7 separate regions of the Mus musculus genome follow, and regions 1, 2, 3, 4, 6 and 7 are each linked to region 5. A link is a contact called in public HiChIP or PLAC-seq data. All regions are on one chromosome and are shown on one strand. Each heading gives the region's core, a stretch centred on a gene start, on an enhancer-like site or on the middle of the called end of the contact. The rest is flanking DNA. Distances are from core to core; before and after follow the strand shown. Region 1 has its middle 310 kb from the start of Gm24212. Region 2 has its middle 280 kb from the start of Tox3. Region 3 has its middle 240 kb from the start of Gm24212. Region 4 has its middle 70 kb from the start of Gm35850. Region 5 holds the start of Tox3 (TOX high mobility group box family member 3). Region 6 has its middle 100 kb from the start of Gm39220. Region 7 has its middle 210 kb from the start of Gm24212.

Evidence for each region. HiChIP or PLAC-seq counts read pairs in DNA pulled down with a chosen protein or histone mark.
Region 1: a contact with region 5 is called in an H3K27ac HiChIP or PLAC-seq map of SST interneurons, with 3 times the contacts expected there. The contact joins the enhancer-like site here to the promoter of Tox3 in region 5. A contact is called at or near these places in 3 of 39 promoter capture datasets (cranial neural crest, embryonic stem cells and maxillary cranial neural crest) and 11 of 115 datasets of contacts at active chromatin or transcription factors (SST interneurons, astrocytes, embryonic basal ganglia and 8 more).
Region 2: an H3K4me3 HiChIP or PLAC-seq map of embryonic forebrain shows a contact between it and region 5, with 4 times the contacts expected there. The contact joins the enhancer-like site here to the promoter of Tox3 in region 5. A contact is called at or near these places in 5 of 39 promoter capture datasets (cranial neural crest, embryonic stem cells, frontonasal cranial neural crest and 2 more), 1 of 484 Hi-C or Micro-C datasets (neural progenitor cells), 19 of 115 datasets of contacts at active chromatin or transcription factors (astrocytes, cardiomyocytes, craniofacial prominence and 13 more) and 1 of 9 other capture datasets (embryonic stem cells).
Region 3: a contact with region 5 is called in an H3K27ac HiChIP or PLAC-seq map of oligodendrocyte precursor cells, with 29 times the contacts expected there. The contact joins the enhancer-like site here to the promoter of Tox3 in region 5. A contact is called at or near these places in 1 of 39 promoter capture datasets (stem cell-derived epiblast-like cells) and 8 of 115 datasets of contacts at active chromatin or transcription factors (astrocytes, embryonic forebrain, embryonic hindbrain and 5 more).
Region 4: a contact with region 5 is called in an H3K4me3 HiChIP or PLAC-seq map of embryonic forebrain, with 6 times the contacts expected there. The contact joins the enhancer-like site here to the promoter of Tox3 in region 5. A contact is called at or near these places in 9 of 39 promoter capture datasets (the 3T3-L1 cell line, cranial neural crest, embryonic stem cells and 5 more), 6 of 484 Hi-C or Micro-C datasets (embryonic fibroblasts, embryonic stem cells, nephron progenitors and 2 more), 19 of 115 datasets of contacts at active chromatin or transcription factors (craniofacial prominence, embryonic basal ganglia, embryonic forebrain and 9 more) and 1 of 9 other capture datasets (embryonic stem cells).
Region 6: an H3K4me3 HiChIP or PLAC-seq map of neural tube shows a contact between it and region 5, with 5 times the contacts expected there. The contact joins the enhancer-like site here to the promoter of Tox3 in region 5. A contact is called at or near these places in 5 of 39 promoter capture datasets (cranial neural crest, frontonasal cranial neural crest, maxillary cranial neural crest and 2 more), 12 of 115 datasets of contacts at active chromatin or transcription factors (SST interneurons, craniofacial prominence, embryonic basal ganglia and 8 more) and 1 of 9 other capture datasets (adipose tissue).
Region 7: a contact with region 5 is called in an H3K4me3 HiChIP or PLAC-seq map of forebrain, with 6 times the contacts expected there. The contact joins the enhancer-like site here to the promoter of Tox3 in region 5. A contact is called at or near these places in 4 of 39 promoter capture datasets (embryonic stem cells, liver, second pharyngeal arch cranial neural crest and 1 more), 1 of 484 Hi-C or Micro-C datasets (cortical neurons) and 7 of 115 datasets of contacts at active chromatin or transcription factors (embryonic forebrain, embryonic hindbrain, embryonic midbrain and 4 more).

The regions. Positions count from the first base shown.
Region 1 is chr8:89,974,510-89,977,697 of GRCm38.p6, forward strand. No RefSeq gene overlaps it. Among named protein-coding and RNA genes, the nearest start is that of Gm24212, 310 kb to the left of the region's middle. Within about 2 kb of position 1,257, at least 8 of the 459 cell types and tissues checked have an H3K27ac peak or open chromatin away from gene starts, as enhancers often do. A contact at or near this core is called in SST interneurons, where this site is marked.
Region 2 is chr8:90,068,458-90,071,783 of GRCm38.p6, forward strand. No RefSeq gene overlaps it. Among named protein-coding and RNA genes, the nearest start is that of Tox3, 280 kb to the right of the region's middle. Within about 2 kb of position 1,459, at least 23 of the 459 cell types and tissues checked have an H3K27ac peak or open chromatin away from gene starts, as enhancers often do. A contact at or near this core is called in embryonic basal ganglia, embryonic brain, embryonic forebrain and 2 more, where this site is marked.
Region 3 is chr8:89,903,775-89,906,915 of GRCm38.p6, forward strand. No RefSeq gene overlaps it. Among named protein-coding and RNA genes, the nearest start is that of Gm24212, 240 kb to the left of the region's middle. Within about 2 kb of position 1,512, at least 17 of the 459 cell types and tissues checked have an H3K27ac peak or open chromatin away from gene starts, as enhancers often do. A contact at or near this core is called in oligodendrocyte precursor cells, where this site is marked.
Region 4 is chr8:90,669,493-90,672,575 of GRCm38.p6, forward strand. No RefSeq gene overlaps it. Among named protein-coding and RNA genes, the nearest start is that of Gm35850, 70 kb to the right of the region's middle. Within about 2 kb of position 1,464, at least 48 of the 459 cell types and tissues checked have an H3K27ac peak or open chromatin away from gene starts, as enhancers often do. A contact at or near this core is called in craniofacial prominence, embryonic basal ganglia, embryonic forebrain and 6 more, where this site is marked.
Region 5 is chr8:90,346,905-90,350,145 of GRCm38.p6, forward strand. Tox3 (TOX high mobility group box family member 3) reads right to left here and starts at 1,348. Exons shown (of 7, transcript NM_172913.3): 1 at 959-1,348. The coding sequence starts at 1,045.
Region 6 is chr8:90,634,412-90,637,669 of GRCm38.p6, forward strand. No RefSeq gene overlaps it. Among named protein-coding and RNA genes, the nearest start is that of Gm39220, 100 kb to the left of the region's middle. Within about 2 kb of position 1,515, at least 17 of the 459 cell types and tissues checked have an H3K27ac peak or open chromatin away from gene starts, as enhancers often do. A contact at or near this core is called in craniofacial prominence, neural tube and second pharyngeal arch cranial neural crest, where this site is marked.
Region 7 is chr8:89,870,860-89,874,204 of GRCm38.p6, forward strand. No RefSeq gene overlaps it. Among named protein-coding and RNA genes, the nearest start is that of Gm24212, 210 kb to the left of the region's middle. Within about 2 kb of position 1,397, at least 14 of the 459 cell types and tissues checked have an H3K27ac peak or open chromatin away from gene starts, as enhancers often do. A contact at or near this core is called in cortical neurons and forebrain, where this site is marked.

The DNA of each region.
Region 1 (3,188 bases), core at 7-2,506, 370 kb before region 5:
AGATAGATGATAGGTAATACAACTTTCAGTGAGTATAAGTGATTCAAAGGCTCCTGTAAATTTGAAACTCAGACTTACCCCCACAGTTCCTGTTAGAAGTGGGCGTCACCTTTCATATTCCTCATGCTCCTGTCATCCACACTGCCTTGGACCCATTTGCCTCAGTGGGAGTTGCGGTAGGAGCTCCATGATCTTGATTAAATGCCCAGTTCCAGCTTGCTTACTTCCCAAATATTCATCCTTGGACAACATTTCTTCTCTCTGGGCTTCTACAAATGAGCTGGATTGATCAGCCCTCCCTTTGTGAGTCTCCCTGAAGAGCAGTGACCTCCTGTGGGAAGTGCTTTGCACCCAGAGAGCACACAATTCCCAAGAATCAGGTTTACAATTGTAGTGGTTCTTTTTCTTCTTGCTATCAATGGACAAGATCATATTAAAACACTAATATGGGTGCATGTTATATTCAGCTCTCTGCCTCCCCACTCAAAGGCCATTTATAAGATGTGCTCACAACATCAGCTTACCGCCACTACAGGGCTTTCCACTAGGCATGCAGCATTTATCTCACCTCAATGAATTCTTTCCCATCCTCTTTTAGGTTCTACTCCAGATTAGAGGAGAATTTAATATCCAGTAGCCATGGGTCCTAATAAATACATAGCTTTTCCTGGGACCAGATGACTAAACTTAACTCTAGAAAGGGAACATTGCCCATGTCAGAGTTATCGACCAGGAGACAACTATTTCAGACTGTTTCACAAAACAACAGCCTTGGCTCTGAAGCTATCTCAGCTTTGCTCCGTTTTCCCCAGAACTAGTGACAAACTTAATTAATGCAGCAATTGCTAAGGGAGAATTACCATCTCTTCTTAGGCAACAGATTCTTATTCTCAAGCCCCAAACCTTACCTATAGCAAGCACCCTTCAGTCAAGTCTTTCTATGCCTCGGAAAGGACATCTGTCCTTTTTAAATGAGAATTAACTTTTTCATTTTAGTTTTCCTCTTTGAAGCTTAAGGTAAAGAATGCAGCAGATATTGACAAATGAATCAGTCAGAACCGTTGCTTTGGGGCTATAGAAGGCTTTCAAAAACACCCTCAGAAATGCACAGATAAGTCTTTTGATGAAACACTCCCAATCTTAGAGACATTTTTAGCTGGCACAAATGTTTATCCTCAAGTGCTTTCCACGCTGTCAGCACAATCTGGGCATGTTTATGATGCAGTCCGCATGCAGCGTGAGTCCAAAATGTGGCCAGTTGTCAGAGAAGGCACCAGAAACTGTCTTGTCGGCATTACTCACGATGCTGGTAGCAAGATCAATAGCTGCAGTGCACCCAGGAAGCTGCAGAGCCCAGCAAGCAGTCATTTCTGACACCGAGAATCTAGGGAGAATGATGGGCTTCTTGGCAAAACCCAGAAGGCAGCCTCCTCAGGTTAACACAGAGGACACTGAAGCAGCGAACAGCCCTGGGGCCTGACACTACCACCTGGGAGCACTTCTTCCAAGGGAGGAGCTGTATGGAAACACAGCATTCAAAGGGAGGGAAAGCACCCTTTAGGGTTTGTGTGTGCTCGAATTTTAGTAAGGTGGTGTGATCTTGACAGAGCTTCAAGGCTCAGAAGGGGGTACACCAACCCCCTCCCTTTCCCTTTTGCCTCCCTTCTGAGACTATCCAGTCTTATGTAATCTTAAATCTCTCAAGAATCTCTTTCTATTTCAAGGCAGATGAGGTCTGCTGAAAAATAATAATAATCAATAATAATAATAATGGAGCCATGATACCTTTACTACACATGAACAGGTAGATGTGAGGTCACTGATGTGAGGAGAGTGTCAGTGGAATTGGACTATGTGTTAAATATCACAAATATGTCAACTAAAGGTTTATTAAACAACCCGCTTGAACATAGATACAACACAAGCATTAATCATCAAAGAAGTCATTTCTTAATTGTCTACTGTGTGCACAATAGAACAGCTTTTGTCCATGAGTCATCATTCATTCCACTGGGCCATGTATTAAACTCATTAACACCATGACCAAGGCAACTTGAGGAAGAGTTGATCCTGGCTTGCAGTTCCAGAGGATACAGCTTCATCATGGCACAAGAGCATTGCAAGAACTGACAACTGTGGTGGCAGAAACAGGAAGCTAAGAATGCATGTCTTCCACCACAAGCATCAAGCAGGGAGTGAGCAGGAAGTGGGGCTGATAACAAACGCCTGCCCCATGACATGCTTTCTCCAAAAAGGCATTACCTCACAAAGGTTCCCAAACAGTGCTGCCAAATGGGCACCAAACCTTCAAATACCGGAGCTTACAAGGGACATTTCTCATTTAAACCACCAATGGTCATGAAAAATGGGTAATACTTGTATCCCTTGTACTGGTGAGAATGCTGGTCATTAGTAATGGTTCTCAAAGCAGGGTTCCAAGGCCAGAAACCTTAAACATCACTTAGAAGCATGTAAAAAAAATAGATTCTTTGGTCCACTCCAGACCTACTGAGTCACTTGGCTGGTCCCTGGCCATCTTGCATTTTAACAACACTTCCAAGAAGTTTAATGTGTGCTCAAGTTTGAGAACATTGGCCCTGGGATAAAGTTTCATGGAAGTCTTGACGTACATCCAAATAACCTAGACACCATGAAAACCTACTGTACAGATCCCAGCCCTAGACGCTTTTACTTGGTTGATCTAGATGGATGAATTTTTTCTGTCTCAGGTAGCTGTAATCAGCAGCACCACCCACAAGAGACAGTAAGTATCCCAGGGTCCCTGCCAAAAATGAAAACTGTGGAGGCAAAAAGTGAAATTCCAATCTGAGCCAAATGGGAACTATATTAATACATCGTCTTTGCTCAGAGTCTGGTCGAGGAGAGCTAGCTAGGGACGTTGAATCTCAACTGGTATCCTCCAACTGAGGTTTCAATCTGTATGTTAACAAGATCCCTAAGTGAGACACATGGCTATAGAATTGGGGTAGGGTCAGAACAGTCATCACGGAAATGATACCATTTAATCATTCGTGTTGACTTAACTTCTCTGTCAGCATGTCAGTTATTATTTGATGATATTGATAGGATCCAGTTCCTATCCAATGCCTTTTCCCCATGACATGTCCTGAGTACTCTTCTTTATCCATTCATCCACAGAATAGGTGCTTGCTGGAGGTATGAGGAAG
Region 2 (3,326 bases), core at 209-2,708, 280 kb before region 5:
ATTTATTATACAAGGAGACACCGTTCTCTTCTATTCATTCACCACTTGATATGTAATATTCTTGGTGAACCAAGGCTGACCACAGCTGAGCCCATGCAACAAAGACAGAGTTTGAAAAGGACCAATGGTCAATGATGTAACGAGAATGTTGAGAACTTCCTACTCTTGATCACAGTAGTCAAAACAGACTTGTCCATGGCTTCCTAATTAAAAAAAAAGGCAAGGGAGAATGCCACTGTCTGGCTTTTGTTTTGTTTCATAAGATCTTATGCAAAGCCTTCAGTCTTTCCTGAGCACTATGCAAATCCCCAAACTCTGTAAGTCAGTTAGTGGACTTTAAGTAATTTTCACTGCTCTTGTGCATTCTGAGCTGTCCGTAAGAGCTAACCTTCACTTTAGGAAAAAAAAGTATCTTAAAGAAAAAGGTCTTTCACAAAACACCATTCCATTTCTGACCAACTTCTGATTAATTTACTTTCAAAAAGTGGTGGGCGGGTATAGGTTAACAGTGGTCCACATTGGCGCTTTTTTTTTTTTTTTACACATGTGGCAATCAATGAAAGGGAAAGAATATAAAATGTGTTTAATCATTTATTTTGTAAATTCCACTGTGTGTGTGTGTCAGTGTTTAGCGTGCAAATACCTTGGTTTGTTGTGAAAATGTGACATATTTGGCTCAAATTCAGAGCCCAACTAGCAAATGGATAGTGATTTCCATGTGTTTTGATGTATTTCTTTTCTTTAAATGCAAATACATTCCTATGTGCCTGTATATATGGAAATATGTGCATGCATGCACACACACACACTTATGATAGTTAATCATGAGACATTTCATTCTTGAACCTCCTTTTTTTTTCCACCTTAAACCAGGTTTACTTAACATCTTCAGTTTAAACATTGGTTTTACCAGGAGAACACAGAGAGGCAGAGAGTTAAAAAAACAGTTGCATCGTTCCCACAGTGGCCTTTAAAGCTCTTATCTAGAGCTGACCCCATTGGCTGAAACCGGCTTCTCTTGTGCATTGTACTAGATTCGGTGTGTCACCTGTCTCTTGTTTGTCTGTAGATTAGCACAGAAATGTCATTGCTTACTAAGTGAATAGGGCACAGCCTCAGCACCTGCCACTTTTAAAACTCTTTAGAGGATCCCCTTGTTTATTTTGTCGGCACCCCCCGGGGGGGGGGCACCGCCATAGCTGCATTGAGATAAACAATACTGGGGATGATTAAGGAGGCTTTTCACATGAAAATTCACTTCGGAAAAATGTTGTGCAGATGTACTGAAGAACACTGTATCACTAAGAACCACTCAAAATACTTTGGTGGACCAAAACACCTTTATATTTCTTCTGGCAACCTGCCAAGTTCACTGCTGGCTTGAAAAGAATTCTATAGCTGGAGGCTGGAGCAGAAACTGCAATGATTTAAACGAGAATTGGCTACAGTAGGAACGATAATGCCCTATATCGTTAAAATGCAACTGGCATCTTAGCCTCCCTGCAGCTCTTTGAAAATGTGCTTACTCTCTGACTATTTACAAGGGGAAAAAAATGCCGAGACAATTGAAATAACAGGAAATAAAAATTATTGTAAAGGGCCAAAGAGTATTTGTCAAATGATTTATCAGGAGTGCTTATAAAATAATAGCATGTTCTCAACTACTAAATGATTAAGAAATCCTTGAAGAAATTCTGCTCATTAGGAAACTCACCCAGAACACACAAAAACCATTTTCATGATGCCCTACATTAATTAATGGGGACTGTAAACACGAAAAAACGTTCACTTAACATGACTGGTTTCCCTTAGTGTTTAACAGAAACAAAGACAGGGAATTACTTATGTTTTTCTGGGTGATTTGGGCGGAACGATGATTTGGTCTGGCAAGCTAAGGAGAAATCAAAGAATCCAAGAGCTAAACAAAAGAGAATCTCCTGAATGTTTGCACAAAATAGCCACACCTACAGACCTAGACATATACAACAGTCCCTTATTCCTTTCTTATGTGGAAATGACTAAAATTCTTCTTTCAGTGCAGATGAGTATCTCCCCATTTAAATTTGCTCTTATGAGATGTCAATGGGGACGTCAAGAACAATTTGCTACAAAGCTCAGCATGGGAACCGTGGAGAGGAAGGACTCGATTTTGCTCACCAACCCCTTATCACATGCCAAAATTTAAATAAATCATGCTGGTATCCGACCTTAAAGGCTTGATGCAAGTAGTGGAGAAATAACAGCTGCCTACATCTGTAATATTGGCTTAGGTTTTAAAAAAATGGAAAAAAAAAAGAGGGTCATGTAAGGGAACTAAGAACAGTTGGGGCACCATGGAGACACTTTCTTAAAACTGTCCAATCACACACAATCTGGGGAGTAGGGACTTTAATGTGTATAACCCAAACCCAAACCCAACATTTCCATTTTCAGAAGCCACACCATCGTCATCATTAGATCATTTTAAAACAAAACAAACAAACAAACAAACAAAAACCAAACCAAACAAAACAAAACAAAACAAAAGGTCTCCATTGCACCTGGCACTATTTAGAGACTTCTTCTTTCCACATTGCTTGTGAAACATGAACTTGGGATGGTCTCTACGAAGGCCCCACAATTTCTATAATTAAAAATGGCTATTAGCACATATTAATAATGCATATGTATACGTTTCATTGTGGCGTTTTTATCCACGTAGATAATATATCTCTATCACACTCACACTCTGGCTAGCTCTTGTCCCCCTCCTCCCTTTGGTAATTCCTTTCTTCTTAAGCAGCCCTCCTTCTATTTTGGTGACTTCGGGGGTGTTCATTAGGGCTTATAGAAGTCTTGGTGAGAGTTTGTTCGCAAGAGTCTGGACACCTTACAAGTGGCTATGGCACTGAAGAAAATATTTGTGCCTCTCCCATCAACAACTAACTGTACGTAAGTCCTCAGGGAAGGGTGAGGTCCCATTAGCCCCTCCTCTTTCTGATAGGGTGTTCATGGGTTTGACCTTGTACAGCTTCTTACAGCAGCTGCGAGCTTAAAAGTACAATAGCTTTGCCATGCCCAGAATCCAGAGTTCCATACCTCTGTCCTACAGCCTCTGGCTCTTATATTCTTTCTGCCTCTCCTGCCATCATATTCTTTGAGCCTACATGGTGGGGCGGGGGGATCTGAAATTGATACCATATTTATGTCTGGACATTTAATAATTACTTATTCTCTGGACTTCAGTGATGAGTTTCTACAGTCCCTGCTGACCATTGCAAAAAAACAAAAACAAAACTTCTCTGATCAAAGCTGACAGAAACACTATTCTTTGGTAATAAAGGTTA
Region 3 (3,141 bases), core at 262-2,761, 440 kb before region 5:
CTTGAGAAAGACAAAGTCCCCAGCATAGTGCTCATACCATCCACCGGCCTGTCCACCCCCTCAACTCACAGGGTCTGCTTTTGTGGAGTAGAATGACCAGAAAACAAGAAGAGATACCATGGAGCCTATTCTGACTTCTGTCCCAGAAAATATGTTATTCTACATTATTTTAAGCTAAACCTGAAGAGATGTCAGAACATTACCTCACGTTCCCTAACTCTCAAAGGAACTTTAAATCTCTTACCCAATTTGTACCTCAAAACAATTCTGGAAGGGTAAAGCAGGTTTTATTACTCTTGCCTGGCAGGAAGAGCAAATGGAGAAATATTATCTTTGTCATTTTTAAATGAATGTACCTTTCTGTCTTTCTCTCTCTTAATCTCCTGCCCCTTCTCTCCACTTTCACAAGAAATAAAAAGTCAAAAGAGATGCTCATCTTTCCCCAGGATCATTTTTACTATGACATCTATGCCTGTGAGGGCTGACAGCAGGGGCATGATCACACACACAAAAGGAATTTCAGTGCCATTTGGGGACTTTCAGTCAAGATTCTACAAGTACCAGACAGCTAAAACAAGGGGGAAATTCTTTTAACAGTGATATAAACTGTTGTTCTGATCTGGCTTCCAAACTGCTCATTTATCAAGAGACCTGCATAATTACCAGGTGCCAACATATGTCACAGAGGGATGTTTTAAATCTACTCAATGACAATCCTCATTGTCACTTAAAGCTAACACGGTCTAACAGAGAGGGTGATGCTCTGTGTTTAAAGGTGACATCTGCCACATTTGGGTATCAGAAAGAAGACCTGGAAACATCAAGTTCAGACTGAAAGAAACTGGGGAGCACCAAGGATGCTTGCCCTGCTTATTTAAATTAAAAGCTAATTGGGCCAGAGCTACAGGCAACTCCATGATTACAAAACAGAACACAATGTATTTCTCTTTCTCCTAGTTTGGATTCTCAATAAAGGCAGACATGTACTATTGGCTGAATTATATCAAATTATTAAATAAGTAAAATGAACAGATACATACAGATGTCATCCATTATTGTTAATGAATTTTGGTCTCAAAGTTCATGTCCGCTGTACCATAACCTGTTGCCAAACATAGAACACGGTATTATTCACAAGTTGGAGCATGCATACAAATTTCAACCTGCCACCTGGATTTAATACTCACCTTTGGTCTTGGGCACTTAGCACATCCAAGCATGTGCTAGCACTTCATTAGCTCCACCAAGGCAGCTATTTTTGTTTTGACTTTATGAGTAAATAAATAAGCACATTCAATAAAACTTAGCTCTGTCTACTCTAGAAAATGACAATCCATAGCTTTGCTGAAGATATCTTCTTCAGTCCACTGGTGTGTAATATAACCTGATTCAGCTGCCTCCAATGTTGGTGGAAAAGAGGTATTTAAGCAATTAGCAGTCTACAATGGACACTAAAGAAGGAGGAAGTGGCCAAGAGTGAGATCCACATTTTCTCCTCCTGAGTAGCACCACTGTAGTCCTTTGTATCTTTAAATGCTACAAAATGAGCCTACACTTTAACCCCCAGAGCAGAGCATAAGTGCACGTTGGATTCCTAATGTGGAATTCACTAAGTTATGCAAGTGATCCTGCCTTTCCTTTAACTAGATAGCAAAGGACTCAATATAACAACAACAACAACAACAACAACAACAACAACAACAACAACCTCAGGACCAATAAATGTCTCTAAAATGTGTGCCCCCCCACACACAACACCACCTTGCTTCTCTTTTCTAAAAATCAAAGCTGAATGCTGTGGCTTCTCATGCATCTTCCAGATTTATTCATGAGTCACAGCTGAATGCTCTCTGTGTTGTATTTATGTGAGCAAACACACGAGAGAAAAAAGAAAAAGAATGGGTTCCATTATCGAGATAGATGTGTGTTTGTCAGCTTGTGAGACAGTCTCCATCCTGGACAGTCTAAATATTCAGCTACTCTTTTAAAAAACATCAGTCAGGCATTGTAAGACACAGAGCCACAGTGTAGGCAATGACCTTTAGATGTGTCCCTGCTCCTATTAAACACACACTATAAAACAGAAACAAGCTTGGGCTGGAAATCTCTGTAATACCGGCTTAGAAACCATGTATTTCAGGCACAATCTGCCTAGTGTACCCACAATAATGTTATTAACAATAGCAAGAGATTGAAATGTTATGAAAGAATTTTAACAAGTATCCATTTACTGCACACTCCCTGTCACCCCTCACACACACACACACACACACACACACACACACACACACACACAGAGAGAGAGAGAGAGAGAGAGAGAGAGAGAGAGAGAGAGAGAGAGAGAGATCTGCAGACATCTTATTCTTTTCCCAAGAAAGGGCCTCATGCACACTTAAAATATTTATAGCATTTTTGATTAAGTTTCTAAGAGCTTCTCAGGTATACAGCATCTATAAGAAGGCAGAGTGGTTGCGGGAACTGCAGACTACAACAAGCCTTGTGATCTTTCACATGACTCAGCCACAGCAATTAATTTATTCTTCCCCTTCTCTGAAGGACTTAGAAGACAAAAAAGCGTTATTTTAGGCATGCATTTTCCCTGGGATTTTTCCTTATGCATAGGCCACATTGTACTGCTGTTCTGGCCAAGCTTCACACCCACCTCTACTCCTATCGACACTGACTGACACTGAAGGCTATAAAACCTGCGGGAGGAGATTAGTCATGAAGTTCTATGAGAGAAGAATCTTACGATAACAGGATGGAGCTGTTAAAAGTGATACAGCTTATGCCCATCATGTGTTCACTATCGTTCCCCTTAAGAAGCTCACTCACTCTAGGGATTCCCTCTCCTCAACCACAGAAACCATGACACCGCCTCCCTGCTTGCTACCCGAACATTTTACAACACATGCATTGGAGAGGATGCATTCATCCTCTAGGGCTAAATCTATCATGCAGTCAGATGTGAAAGCCCACAAAATAATGGCCTTGTTTCGTTAGAAATCAGTCTCCTATCTCCACTATGACAAATTAGTACACATTTATGGCAAACCCATGCACTCAGATCTAGTCTCTGGTAGCTCTGGAATATGATTTGGCTCTCATAGACCAATGTCAGTATCTGACCAGTGCTGGAAA
Region 4 (3,083 bases), core at 214-2,713, 320 kb after region 5:
GAAGCGGCAGACGGCAAAAGACTGATGGTTGACTCTTTTGTTTGGTTTTTATTGTGCGTGACTAAATGTATTAGATGTGTTGGATCACAGAGAATGTGTGTCCGTGAAGCCCAGAGCTGTTGAATCTGTATGCATTTTGCCTACTAATATTGCTTGCCCTTTCCAAATACAAAAGGCCTCCACACTGGCTTGGTATCTGAGTCACTTTAATAACACTACAGTCGGAACGTGCTCTGGGAGTCTTTGGTAGGAAACCGGAGATCCTTTCTAAAACCTTTCCATGGGATTGGTTTTCCATGATTTTTTTTTCTTTTCCAAAACTATGCAGGAGAAGCAGAAGACAGGGTCCAGGAAAGGAGTTGATGGACAGAATGGTTTTGGGAATCACTCTTCATGACCCACCACAAACTGTAAGCAAAGGCACATACAATTATATTTATACACACACACACACACACACACACACACACACACACACACACACACATATATTACCTTGAGTAACAACACCCTGAGAACTGGATGAGGGGATTTATTTTTTCAGTTGTCCTCTATGATGCTATGATGGCTGCTGGAACGTGGATGACTCAAGGAACAGGCCGTTCTGCACAAATATGGCTTGCTTTTTTTTGTTTTGTTTTGTTTTTTGTTTTTGTTTGTTTTATCTTGTTTGTGTTGATGTTGCTGTTTGCAGATAGATAGGGCTGCTTCCAGATACCAGGGGGAGAAATAGAGCACAGACAGGGTTACATCAGCCTTACTGTTCTTCCTTCATAAAAAGAAAACTGAAATTTATTTCGTTGTAGAAGTATAACAAATGTCTTTCTTCAAATCTCCTTTTTTTTTTTCAACGCAGATTTTCAATTGAGGAAGATTATTATTTGGGGCGGGGGCGGGGGCTACCTTTGGCAACATCTTTGCTCCAGGTTTGGAAAAAAAGAAAAAGAAAACGGGGGTGGGGGTGGGGGGAATCCCTCAGCAAGAGGATTACTGCCGAGCTTTATTGCCCTGTCACAACGCCAGGTACTCTGAGTTCAAAACAAAAGGTAATGTGATTGGAGGGAGGGGCTGGCTGCTCCACACCCTCTCTCTGCTGTAATGCAGAATGTTGAAGAAGTCTGTTTCTTTGTGCCTTGGTTTCCCCGACTGCAGAAGGAGGGCTTTGAGCTAGATTACCCTTAAGGCCCCCAAAGCTCAAAGAAACCTGAAGCTCAGATCTGACCGTGTGCCTGCCCGCCTGCATTCCAAGCAAACACGCTTGCTCCTCCGAACGGCTGTTTCCCCCATACTCCTAATTGACGATATTTTATACCTGAACTTACAATTTCATCACTTTACCTACCCCATACCATTTAAGGTCTCTCCTTTTTGCTTTGAAGTTCAAAGAAAGAGAAGACTTTGTATAATGAGGATGGCCCCTTTGAAATGCTCCCTGCGCAGCTGCAGGCTGGCAGATTCCGCACTGAACGAGGAAGCCATTGTGATGCAGATGGACTTCGAAGTGCCTCTGCAGCAAGAGCATTTCCACGGGCCTTTACTGTATTTCTTCTATTATTCATAGAACACAATGTAAATGAAGCCATAAATTTTACCCCCCACACTAGATGTAGAAAGAAGATAATGGAAATTGTGAATTATGAATGAATCTCTGTTATTGTAATTCCTTAAGGATTCTGACGGAGATGATTAAATTCATGCAAAGACACAGACTGGAAACTTTCCCGCCTGCGTCCTCACTAATGCTTCTTGGAACCTCACAAGGAAGGGACAGACTAGAGAAGGTCTTAGTTGCCCATTTACCTGCCAAATGATCTCACAGATGATCTACCTAAGCTTGGATGGATTAAATAGTCTCTCTTCCTATCAGAAGGGAAGAATGGGGCTAGATCAGTGTCTCTCAAGTATCCAAGCCTGTCACTTGGGAGCCCAGGAAGAAAACCTACCCTGAGTCCTACAAATTTATTTTTTTTTTTTCAGGAAACTGGAGAAAGAAGAAGCCACAGGAAGGGGGAGGGGAGATGTCTTTCTCAAGAAGATGAACTCCATGTTTAATGAGTTCAATGATACAGACTGTTTTGGTTTTTTTTTTTTTCTTCTAAATTTGTTTTGATAACAAGAATTCTGGTCAATGGCTCTCTCGACCATGGTACACCGTCCTTCTAAATAATGACAGCAGACTGGTTTGGATAACGACACAAAGTGATTAGCAGCACTTCACTGGAGTGAGACCAAGCCTCTGGAAAATCTCAGCCTCAATCCACTTTCATCCTGTACCAGGCTTTCTGAAGGTTAGAGCCCCCCCCCCAAAAAAAAAGGAGATAGGAGATGATATTTAACAGTTCAAGCATCGTTCGGAAAGAGTTCTCTTCTGCAAAACCCCAAAATAGACTTTTGACATTTTTATACAAGGAATATGCATGAAGAGATGAAGCTGTGGGCACAAGCAGACTTCGGTTCGGAAGCGACTTCTACTCTCAGACATAAAAATCATTTAAAATGTAGGTGTGATTACACAAGGTAGGAGTGAAAGATGTTAACATTCGCCGCAACCTAGCAGATGCAGGGTGACCTGGGAGCATCCAGTCTGTACCTCAACATCCTTCTCTGTGAAACATCTGGACCAGCTGGTCTTCAAGGCAGCTGAGATTTAGTCTTTACCCGTGTTCTTGTGTTCCCATGGATGAAATTTGGACAGTGAGGTGACGTAGGGGCTAAGACACCATCCTGGGTTAAAGACTTGGGAAGTTCCCACAGAGAGGTAATGCAGGCTTTCTACAAAGAGTTGGGTCAGGAAACATAGTCAAGGCCACTGAGCTGCTGGCCAAAGGGATAGCCTTTGCTATTTGTCAAAGGTATGGCCTAAAGATGCTACCTCTCCAGATCCTAGAAGCTGAACCATGAACTACCACCTGGACAAGTCATCCCACTGAAAATAAAAAAGCCATTCCTAGGGAAGGGGTGGCTTGGCCAATGTGTTTAGCAGACATATTAAGCATGTTGCTTAAGATCCTTCACACAAAACGCCTGAACCTTCTGACCCTGAAACCCTGGAAATTTACTTCCTCTTTTAGAAAAGTATAGGG
Region 5 (3,241 bases), core at 98-2,597:
GCAGGGGGAAGGGGAAACACACACACACACACACACACACACACAACACACACACACACAATCAAAAGGCGCAGGACTCTTTCTCTGAATATCGCCCTCAGGGTTATGTCGCAAAGCTCTGTGGTGGGAGCAGTAGGCAAGGTAGACAACCGGATCCGGGAAGCCCACTGACTGCGTCCAAGGTCCACCTATGACCACCTGAATCGCTTACTCCTGTAAGTTTGTGCGGCAAGAGGTGAGGAAGATGGGGTGACCCTGAGGCATGATGTGGAGCTGCAACTCTGATCTCCATGAAAGAAAAAAAACTTAACCCGCCCTCCTCCGCAAAATAAAATAAAATACGAAAGCCCACTGCCTTAACTCGGAAGAGGCGAGCATCTTGGTCTAGTAGACCAAAGCGCCCTAGAGCAGGGGAAGTAAGAGGCACCTGCTGGGATCCTGCAACTTCAGGCTTCCCAGATCCAGACCCCAGACCCAGCCACACTCTATAAAGTTTGTTCATCTTCTCCAAGCTCCCGGGGACCAGCTCCTGACTGGGTGGGTGAGGTGAGATGGGCTGCGAAGGTATGGAATCTCTGGCCCACGAGATCGGGGACCCCCTACGTAGCGTGTCCCCCCACCCCCATGCACACATAGTAGGGGTGTTGCAATCGAGTTTACTAATAACATCAACAAAGAATCACACGCCAGTCTCGGCTCAGTCCCGGGACTGCGCTTCACACAGCTTTTAGGGGGAGCGGGGGAGGGGACCAGGAGGGCAGAGGGAGCGCCAGCAGAGGGACAAAAAGGTGGGTAGAAAGGGCACGTAAAGAGAAGACGAAAAGAGTTGGTCGGAGACTAAGGCGCACCGAGAAGCCAGCGGGTGGGAAGGAAAGATCAGAAAGAAAGTGCAGCAGGCTAGGCGGGACGAGGGACGCGCCCGGGATGGAGAGGTGGCCCCCGCCCCCGGCCCGGTCACCTTGCTGTAGCCGTAGTACCCCAGGCACTGCGCGAAGTCCAGGCCGGCTGGGTCCCCGGCCGCCGCGGGGTAGAACCTCACATCCATGCCGGGGCCGGGGGCTGGGGGCCGGGGCTGGAACTCGCCGGGGCCGCTACCCGCCTCCTCGCGGCCGTACGATCCACCGTCGAGGACGCCCGGCCGGGGGCGCCCGGGGACAGCGCACGGGCCGTGGGACTGTAGGGGCGTCGCGCGGGGGCCGCCGACGAGCCCGGGAGCTGCGGCTGCAGCACACAAAGGCGCGGCCACGCGAGCCGCGGGAGAGCGGGAGGCGGCCCGAGGGACGCGCCCCACCGGGACACCGAAGCTGGCTGCGCGCGGGCCGGGCGCCCGGGGCGCGGGGCGCAGCGCGTGGGCCCGGGACGGCCGGCGAGCTCAGGTGCGCGGCGAAGCTGGGACGGCGGCGGCGGCAGCGGCGGCGGCTGGCCCCGCTCCTCCTCCCCGGGCGGACTGAGCCGAGGAGCCGCGGAGACAAGGGGCCCGGCCCCTCCCCTGCCGCTCCCCCTCCTGCCGCCGCCGGTCCCCTCCCCGCGCCGCTGCCGCTCCGCCCCTCCCACCGCGGGCAGCTGGCGCGCCGCCCGCCCCGCCGGTGCGCTCCGCCGCCGACCGCCTCCGGGCTCGCGCCCCGCCCCGCGCCCCGTGCAGCCCCGGCCACCGCGCGCTCCTCTCCCGGCCTCTCACCGTCCCACCCCTTCCCTCCCCGGTCCTCTTTGTCCCCGCGGCCTCACCGCTCTCCCCGCTCCCGGGCCTCCCTCGGCCTCCCCGCTGCTGCCAGCACCGTCCCTCCTCGAGTCCCACTCTTCTCCCGTGCGACCCTCGCTTCCCTTGGCCCCAGCATCCCAAAACCGTCCACTTCTCACCCAGCCCTCTCTTCTGCCCCTACCACCTCGTCCCAGTTCTTGCTGGTGGGGGACCTGTTTCCCAATCCCTCTACCCTACTTACTCTTCTACTTGGATATCCCCGGTATAGACTCAGCCCAGAAACTAACCTGTGCAGGTGGCTCCTGAGCCAGGAGCCGGAACCCCATGTACACCTGTGGTCTTTACCAGAGGGGTGTTAGGGCCTGACCTTTCACAAGTAAGCAGACTTGAAGCTTCCCAGGTTAAGCCTCAAGTCCGGTCTCTTTGTATTTTCTTTACTCTTGTTTGTTTTCGAAAGGCATTTGAGTAACTGGATCTAGGCGGATCACTCGCTGCTCTCCTAGAGAAAATGTCCCTCTTTTCCTAAAAGGTTCTGGGTGATTAACTTCCCCACGCTGCACCCACCCACCCTCTTATTTCTTTCTCTTTCTTTTAATCTACATTTCTCTCCCCCCACCCTCCGCCCCCATACCCCCACCATCACCACCACCCTTGGCTTTATTGCTCTGAGTTAATTTGAAAGTTTGGCCTTCAGCCTTGGCGCTAGAAAATGTTGGCTGAGCTGTGAGATCTCCCTTTCTCGGTTCAGTTATCTGCGAACTACTTTGAACTAGAAGGGAAAGATGTTAAACTATTTCAACTGACAGTCTCTAAAGGTGTGGGGCCTGGATCACTTCGCTGGTCTGGGACCTGAACTTTTCCAGACATGCACGGATTTCTAAGTGTTCTCCAGCTTGCAACACCTATGTGTACCTTCCTTCACTCAATACTATACTTCAGGAACCAAGCAAGAAAAATAAACTTCAATTAGGTGGAAATGTGTGTGTGTGTGTGTGTGTGTGTGTGTGTGTGTGTGTGTGTGTGTGTGTGTGTGTGTGTGTTCTTAGCAGAAACTTGTCAGGGGACTGCCTAAGAGAGCCCTGTGTATTCAGAGAAGGAACAACTCCCCACATTGTCACTGGGTTGACTCTTAATTCCCCCCTCCTGAAGAGGCTTTGGTCCCCTCTCCTGAGTCTCCATTTACTGTTGACAACCCAGCGGCGCTCCCTAATGGCCCAGCGGGTTGCACAAATTGGCAGTGTGCTGAGATGTTATCAGGACAACACCCCATTGAGTAAGTTCTTGAAACGGTGAAGTGGAGGCCCTTTCTCTGGGCCACTGGGCGCCTGTGGCCTTTCCACCAATCAGAACTAGAGGTTGCAGTGGCCACCTGTTGTCCCGAAAGAGAACATCTTTTAAGTTTCACTATGAGTATCTAACAATAGTGGCAAAGTGCAGGGTCTGACCAAGGGAGAGAAGAAACCGCTGGCCCAGGGTACCAGAAAAGAATATTCCTACCGGGTAACCCTTAAAGGGAGCAAGCATCAAAGGCCGGGCAGATGA
Region 6 (3,258 bases), core at 265-2,764, 290 kb after region 5:
GGGTGGGAGGAGATGGCCCATGTAGCCCAGGCTAGTCATCACTATCTAGTTAAGTGCTAGGATTACAGGCTTGTGTCACTGTACCTGACTTAGGTGGTGCTGGGTATGAAACCCAGGGCTTTGTGTACACTAGGCAAATACTCTACCAACTAAGCTAAACCCTTAGCAGCAGTCAACCACAAATTTTAGAAGCTAGAATGCCTTGATATTTGACATTTGATTCCAATGTGCTTGAAGCAGCTATCTGCCTTGACCCAGGTGGTTATACCTCACTCTGATAGAGAGGAGTCCTTCTGTCTTCTGTTCATTAAGCGCCAGCTAGCCCCAGCCTTGAAGTACAGCTGGTGTCACTGACTTAACAAGAACGCAAAAGGAAGGCAGACAAGAGAGAATCAGAAAGTCACCAAATTCAAAAACAAAATTATGGGGCCAACATGATGGTCATCAACATGATCTGATGCCACCAAGCTTGACAGCCTGACTTTCATCCCCAGGAGTCACAGGGTAGAAGGAGAAAACCAACTCCAACACGTCCACATGCATACCATGACACATGCATACATGCACACACATATGCATGTGCATATGCATACACATGTACAAGCACATGCTACATGTGCACATACACACATATTCACTCATGAATGCACATACAAATAAATACAATTTTAAATTATTAATAAAGTAATTAAATTACAGGCCAGTGAAATGGTTCTGTGAGCAAAGGCTCTTGCTGTACAAGCCTGGCAACCTGGAACTCATGGGGGAGAAGGAGAAAACTGGCTGCCACAAGTTGTCTTCTGATCTCCGTAAATACAGACAAAAATAATAAATATAAAAATAAAATTATAAGGAAGAACAACTAAGTCAAATCTCTCTCTGAAATGTGCAGAGGAAGAGGCAAGCATGTGCTTTTAAAATGAGCAAGATGGCTTAGCAGTTAAGAGCACTGGCTGCTCTTCCAGAGGACCAGGGTTCAGTTCCCAGCACCTATCTAGCCATTCATACTGTCTGTAAATTCACTTCCAGGGGATCTCTTCTCTTCTGATCGCTGCTGGTTGGTCTTGCACTCAGATAGTGTATAGACATATGTGCAGAAAAATAAAACACCTATACATATAAAAATAAATAAAATTTTTAAGTAAGAATGGCAGGCTCTGTTGGTAGGATACTACTTGCTTACCTAGTATGTAGGAAGCAGCCCTGGGTTGATTATTCCCAAAGACCACACAAACGTGATGCAGGGATGCATGCCTGTAATCCCAGGAGTGTCAGAAGGTCAAGGTCATCCTTAGCTGTATATATTTGAAGTTGAGATTAGCCTGGGCTATATGAGACCCAATCTAAAGAAAAAGTGAGGGGAGGAAGGGAAGGAGTGAAGGAGAGAGGAGTGGAGGGCAGGAAAGGGGGAGAGGGAGAGGGAGAGAGAGAGGGAGAGAGAGAGAGAGGCAGCATACTGTTGTGACCCAGAGTAAATTGCAGCGGGGGAGGGGGACTGCAACATAGGCAGCATATGGTATTCCTTGCACACAGGATAATTAAGCAGTGCCTTGGAAAGGGCATGTGCACCCCTCTTCTATGGCCTGACGGCTGGTTTCTATCAGTTTCTATTCATTACTGTCAGGAAGAACAAAACAGGCCGTGATTAATGGAGTCCAGTGCAATGAATTGCAGCCAAGGATGATTCTTCCAAATGAAGAAAACATGAGGTTAAGCAAGAAAAAAAAATACCATCATTTACTAAGGCTGGGGGTTCTATTTATATTTTATATGAATGTATAGTATTATTGTTGTTGTTACTAGCAATGTAATGAGATTTAGATGTTGGCTGATGCTAATGTTACTCTGTGTGCCACGTGTGCCTTAGCTCGCTGCATCCTCATAAAATTCAATAAAGTGGATATTGATGTCTTCCCTAATTGACAGGTAAGGCAATGAGCTTCAAGAGGCTAAGTGACTCCCCCAGTTGCTGGGTGTTAGAACCAGAGTGATATCGAGGGCAGTAATAGATGCTCTGTTTATCTCCTAGATTGTCATTAGTGTTAAACACGATGCTATCTTAGGAAGAAGCCAAAATTTAACATGCTTATCTGGGTAAGAACCTGTGATATGTTATCTAATTCTCCTGGTGCGGTGACTCAAAATCTATCTCAGATTACAGGTTAAGGCTAACAAAGCCAGAGCGGCATAAGTGGCCACGAGGCTGGAAGGCACTGCAGGAGCAACCATAGAAGGACTAGAATTTGGATCCATGGATGAAGACCTCCAAAGTCTTGTACCTTTGAGGTTAAGGGCTGTGGTGAAGTGGCAGCTCAATGAACATGTGTCGAGCTCATAGATAATAAATAATTAAGTAGTTCCAGCTAGATATGTAAATAAATATCCATTTATCCAGTGACTATAAAAATAGCTAAGCCAAGCTGCCTGGTTGAAATACCTAGTCTATCTTAATGCAGTTGCCTAGCAATCTAAATATATGTCTAAAACACATTTTTTTTGTCAGATACACGATGTCTATTTAGACGCATGAATCATCGTGGATAGTACTTTAATTACAGTATGACAATAAAAAGAACCTCGGGTGGGGTAGAGCAAGACTGGGGGCAAGCTTTACATAATCGTATAATTACTGGCAACATGGAAGCATTTCTCCCTTTCTAGAGCAAACGTGGCACAGAATGTTCCATGATGAATGTGATTTCCCCTCCCCCTAAAAAATGTGCCGAAATGGCCAAGTACATCTTAGAAAAATAGAACTAATCAAATTTTCTCAAATCCTAAAATTCTGTCTTTTACATAGTAAAATGCATCAAAAATTCCCAAGTAGAGGAATCTTGCCTAGCAATTTTTCCAAATCCACTGTCCCATTGAAGCATTCTCTTGAAGCATCGAAAGGGATTATCCGCCAAGAAATCCACACGGGAATGAGTGCATCACAACTGAAATGAACTGAAGCTAGCAACTCCAAGAGAGGAGAATTTACCCTTGCAGGAGTAGATCCCTGGAGCCAGCCTAGCTGAATTCCAGGGCTCAAGCACAGGTTGGGGATCGGTCCCTCTCTATGCCACCAGCTGTGTGGGCTTTATTCTTATGTTTCATGGGGTAGTGCCAGCCACTCGAGATCACAGCCTTCCAAGTTCAAGCACCACTACTCACTAACTTAACCAAAACCCTCAAGATGTCTCTGAAGAAGACTAATTAGCTGGTTTAAACATGCCTGCCCCAATCACTGGCCAAAAAAAAAAAAAAAACAAAATT
Region 7 (3,345 bases), core at 147-2,646, 480 kb before region 5:
CACTATCACAAGGCAAGTAGAGGAGACCATAGAAAGGGCTAAATATGTATAGCTTCTAGACTATGGCTGCCTGCTATGTCTCATCATTCACCTGAAGAAGAGGCCAGAAGAACCCAGACCCAAGGGTGTACTATTTCATTTCACAGTGCAACTTTGAGTGGCTGGTAGAATAAGTGTGGAGGGTTATCCTAGAAGGATTCTGAGACTACCTTGTTGAAATTCAGCCAGAAAGAATGCTGTGCTATGCTTGATTGCTAATGTCTGTCATAAGCTCTGGGTTGATTAGGAATATATTGAACAAGCCACTCTTAATTAGAAGTACACATCACTATCCCTACACATACTAAAAGGACAAAGTGCTTAGGCATATCCAGTGTACAGGGAGGAAGTGACCCTCCCTTATAAGATATCTTTCTATGCATCCCATCCCACGCACACTGTATTGTCTGGTGTGTGTGTGTGTGTGTGTGTGTTTGCTTGCTGGCTGTTTACCACATATGTGCCTGGTGCAAGTGAAAACCAGGAAAAAAAAAGATATTGGATATCCTGGAACTAGAGTTACAAATGGTTGTTAGCTTTCATGTCTGTGTTAAGAATCAAACCTGGCTCCTCTTCAAGAGTAGCAAGTGATCTTAAAGTGATCTTAAGTACTGAGCTGTCTCTCCAGCTCTTTCCTATAGTTTAAAACTTCTCATGAAGAACTTTCTCACTTACTTAATTGATAAGTGGTAATGGTTAGGTAGTATCAGGTAGATATATGAATCTACTGGTCTTGGGCAATGATGGCTTTGCCACACAGAGTTGCATAAGACAAAACAGCCTGCCCACTTCTATCCCTAATCCCAAACATATGTGTCTAGTTTGCAAGTAGTGTTCAGAATCCATGGACAGCGAGTCAACGAGAAATCAACTGGGTGACTTGCACAAGTCACATCCCATGGAGCAAAGAGAAGTTCAAAGTCTAAGTCTTTGGGTCTCATTTGGGTCCCAGCAAGTCTCAGGAGTACATTGCCTGGGGCGTGGGGCTGTGCAGATCTTTGTCAGAGTCTTTTCTGCTGTCACATTCCTGGGGCTTGGCAGAGAAGTCATCTCAGCTTTGTAACTTCTGACACTTACTTCACATCTTGAAAACGCCCTCATGTTTGTCAGTGTACCATTAACCGAAGCAAGGAACTAGATCTGTCTGCTGAGCAGTGGCATTTGGAGCTAAATTAAAATGCTAACAGGCTTGTATGGTGCCAAGGACTGCATTCTGCAAAGAGCCAGAGACAGGGGCTGAAGCTTAGAGGCCATGCACACCAACACTTTGTGCTACCTGGCCTATGGGAGGCGCTGTAAGCTGCTCGCAGGCAGAAATTGAGACCACACTTCTATGCCTCCCACTCCCGTTCCCTCCTCCTTCTCATTCTTCAGCATGGCTTTTCTTGGAATGAGGCTATGTAAAGTCTGAAGAATCAGCCCCTGGCAATGACTGCTCACAGAAAATATCTTTTTTCCCCTTCTCCCCTCCAACAGTTTATATGACAGCATTACTTTGATATAGACAGTAAGATGCAATTACCCCCCCCCCAGGCTGAGCAAGGAGAGAACTCACCACCAAGAAGAACAATGAAGCAAAACTAAGACATTTGCCCTTAAAACAGAAGGGAGGATGCAGGGCTTGCTGTTCTTGTCACGATGGAGCCGAATGATTCAGTCTACAAATGTCAGGTGCACTGGGGCAATTCTAATCACCATGTTGATCCCTGGGTGTAGAACTTAAGAACAGCACTGTGGGTCAGTTCGAGAGGTCTTTTGGATAAATGGAATTAATAATGTCTTCAAGGATGACTGAAATCCCTAAAATTTGGAAGAGAGTTATGGCTGCATTAAGATCTTAAAATCAAAATGAGGAAGGCATGATGCTTAAAGAAGCCCAGACATCTTGGGAAGTCTTGACTGGTATGTTGAAAGAACAGGTATTAATTATCTACCGCTATTCCAAACACCTTTGAAAACAAGCAAACAAAGGAGTAAATACATCAAATTACACGTTGTGCCATTGTGCATTTATTGAGTCTCAGCCATGAGTATGCATTGATTATCCCGTTGCCATGGCAGAGAGAAATGGTTTCTGGGTTACGATGGCAGCTGCCATATGTTCAGCTTTAAGTCAACTGATTCCAACAGGAGCAGAGGAGGAAACAGGGATCTCTGCGAATGCTCCAGTTAGCTTTGAGCTGTCCTGTCTTGCACAGCAATTAGAAAAGCTGTGTCCTAATAAAGAAAAGCCTCCTCTGGTTGGGGATGGGGGCAGGATGTAACTGGAGTTGCTGGTAGTATTGTTTAGCTGAATTAAAAGCAACAGATACCTCTATGCTTGTGAATTCTGTTCATAACAGAATCAAGAAATGTTTGATTGTAAGATCTAAATCTTGAGTGTGTTCTTAAGTTTGATAGAGTCTGGACCACCTCAAGGAACGTCAGAGAGGATGAGTTGGGCACAATCTTGCCTAAGTTCTCTCTTTTCATGAAACATACTGGGCTGACATTTTTAAGGTCTGACTCAATGTGACAATGTGAAAAATACTGCCAGTTCAGACTCTAATGTCCTCACTGTAAGAACACTAACGAGGGTTTTGAATATCCAGGAGATTTCTTTTTGATGATTTTCCAGTATCTATGAGGAAGTTGGCAGTTTGCTTGCACAGGAACACACTGTTTTCTGGAATCCTACAATATGCTTTATGAAATCACTGCCACAATGTAAATGGTCCTTGAAAGATTCTGAGTCCTTCCAAAACTACCCATCTATGGAGAAAGGACTCTGGATACTGTACTATATCTCCAGTGGCTCTTTTGAATGATCCATATTTTCTTTCCTATGGAAACCTAAAGGAATGCCAGGGTTAGCAGACTCCATTGAGACAGTCTACACAGATGTGACATATTTATCATGGTGAAATGATCTCGCAGCTCCAGATTCTCTGGCTGAGTATTTTCTACACAGACATAATGACAGGGCTGCTTGCGGAGTCAGGGCCTAAAATCACTCACACCACCACTACACATTTGGGGCAAGAGCTGGAACAGACATTCCCAAAGCAATCCTCACAGGGTATTAATGGGCCAATAACACTTTTAGTCTCCTTTGGCATGCAGTAAAACTGTACTAAGGTATCACCATACACCCACTGGATTGGCTCCAACTTGAAAGCTTAGCAATAACAAGGGCAATTGAAGCTATGGGGCATCTGTAACCCCATTTTCAAAGTGACGATACCACTTTGTAAAACAAACAGGAAAGAGCATCATTCAAACAAAAACAGAGAAGTTCAAGTACTCTGACCTGGAAGACACACCCTC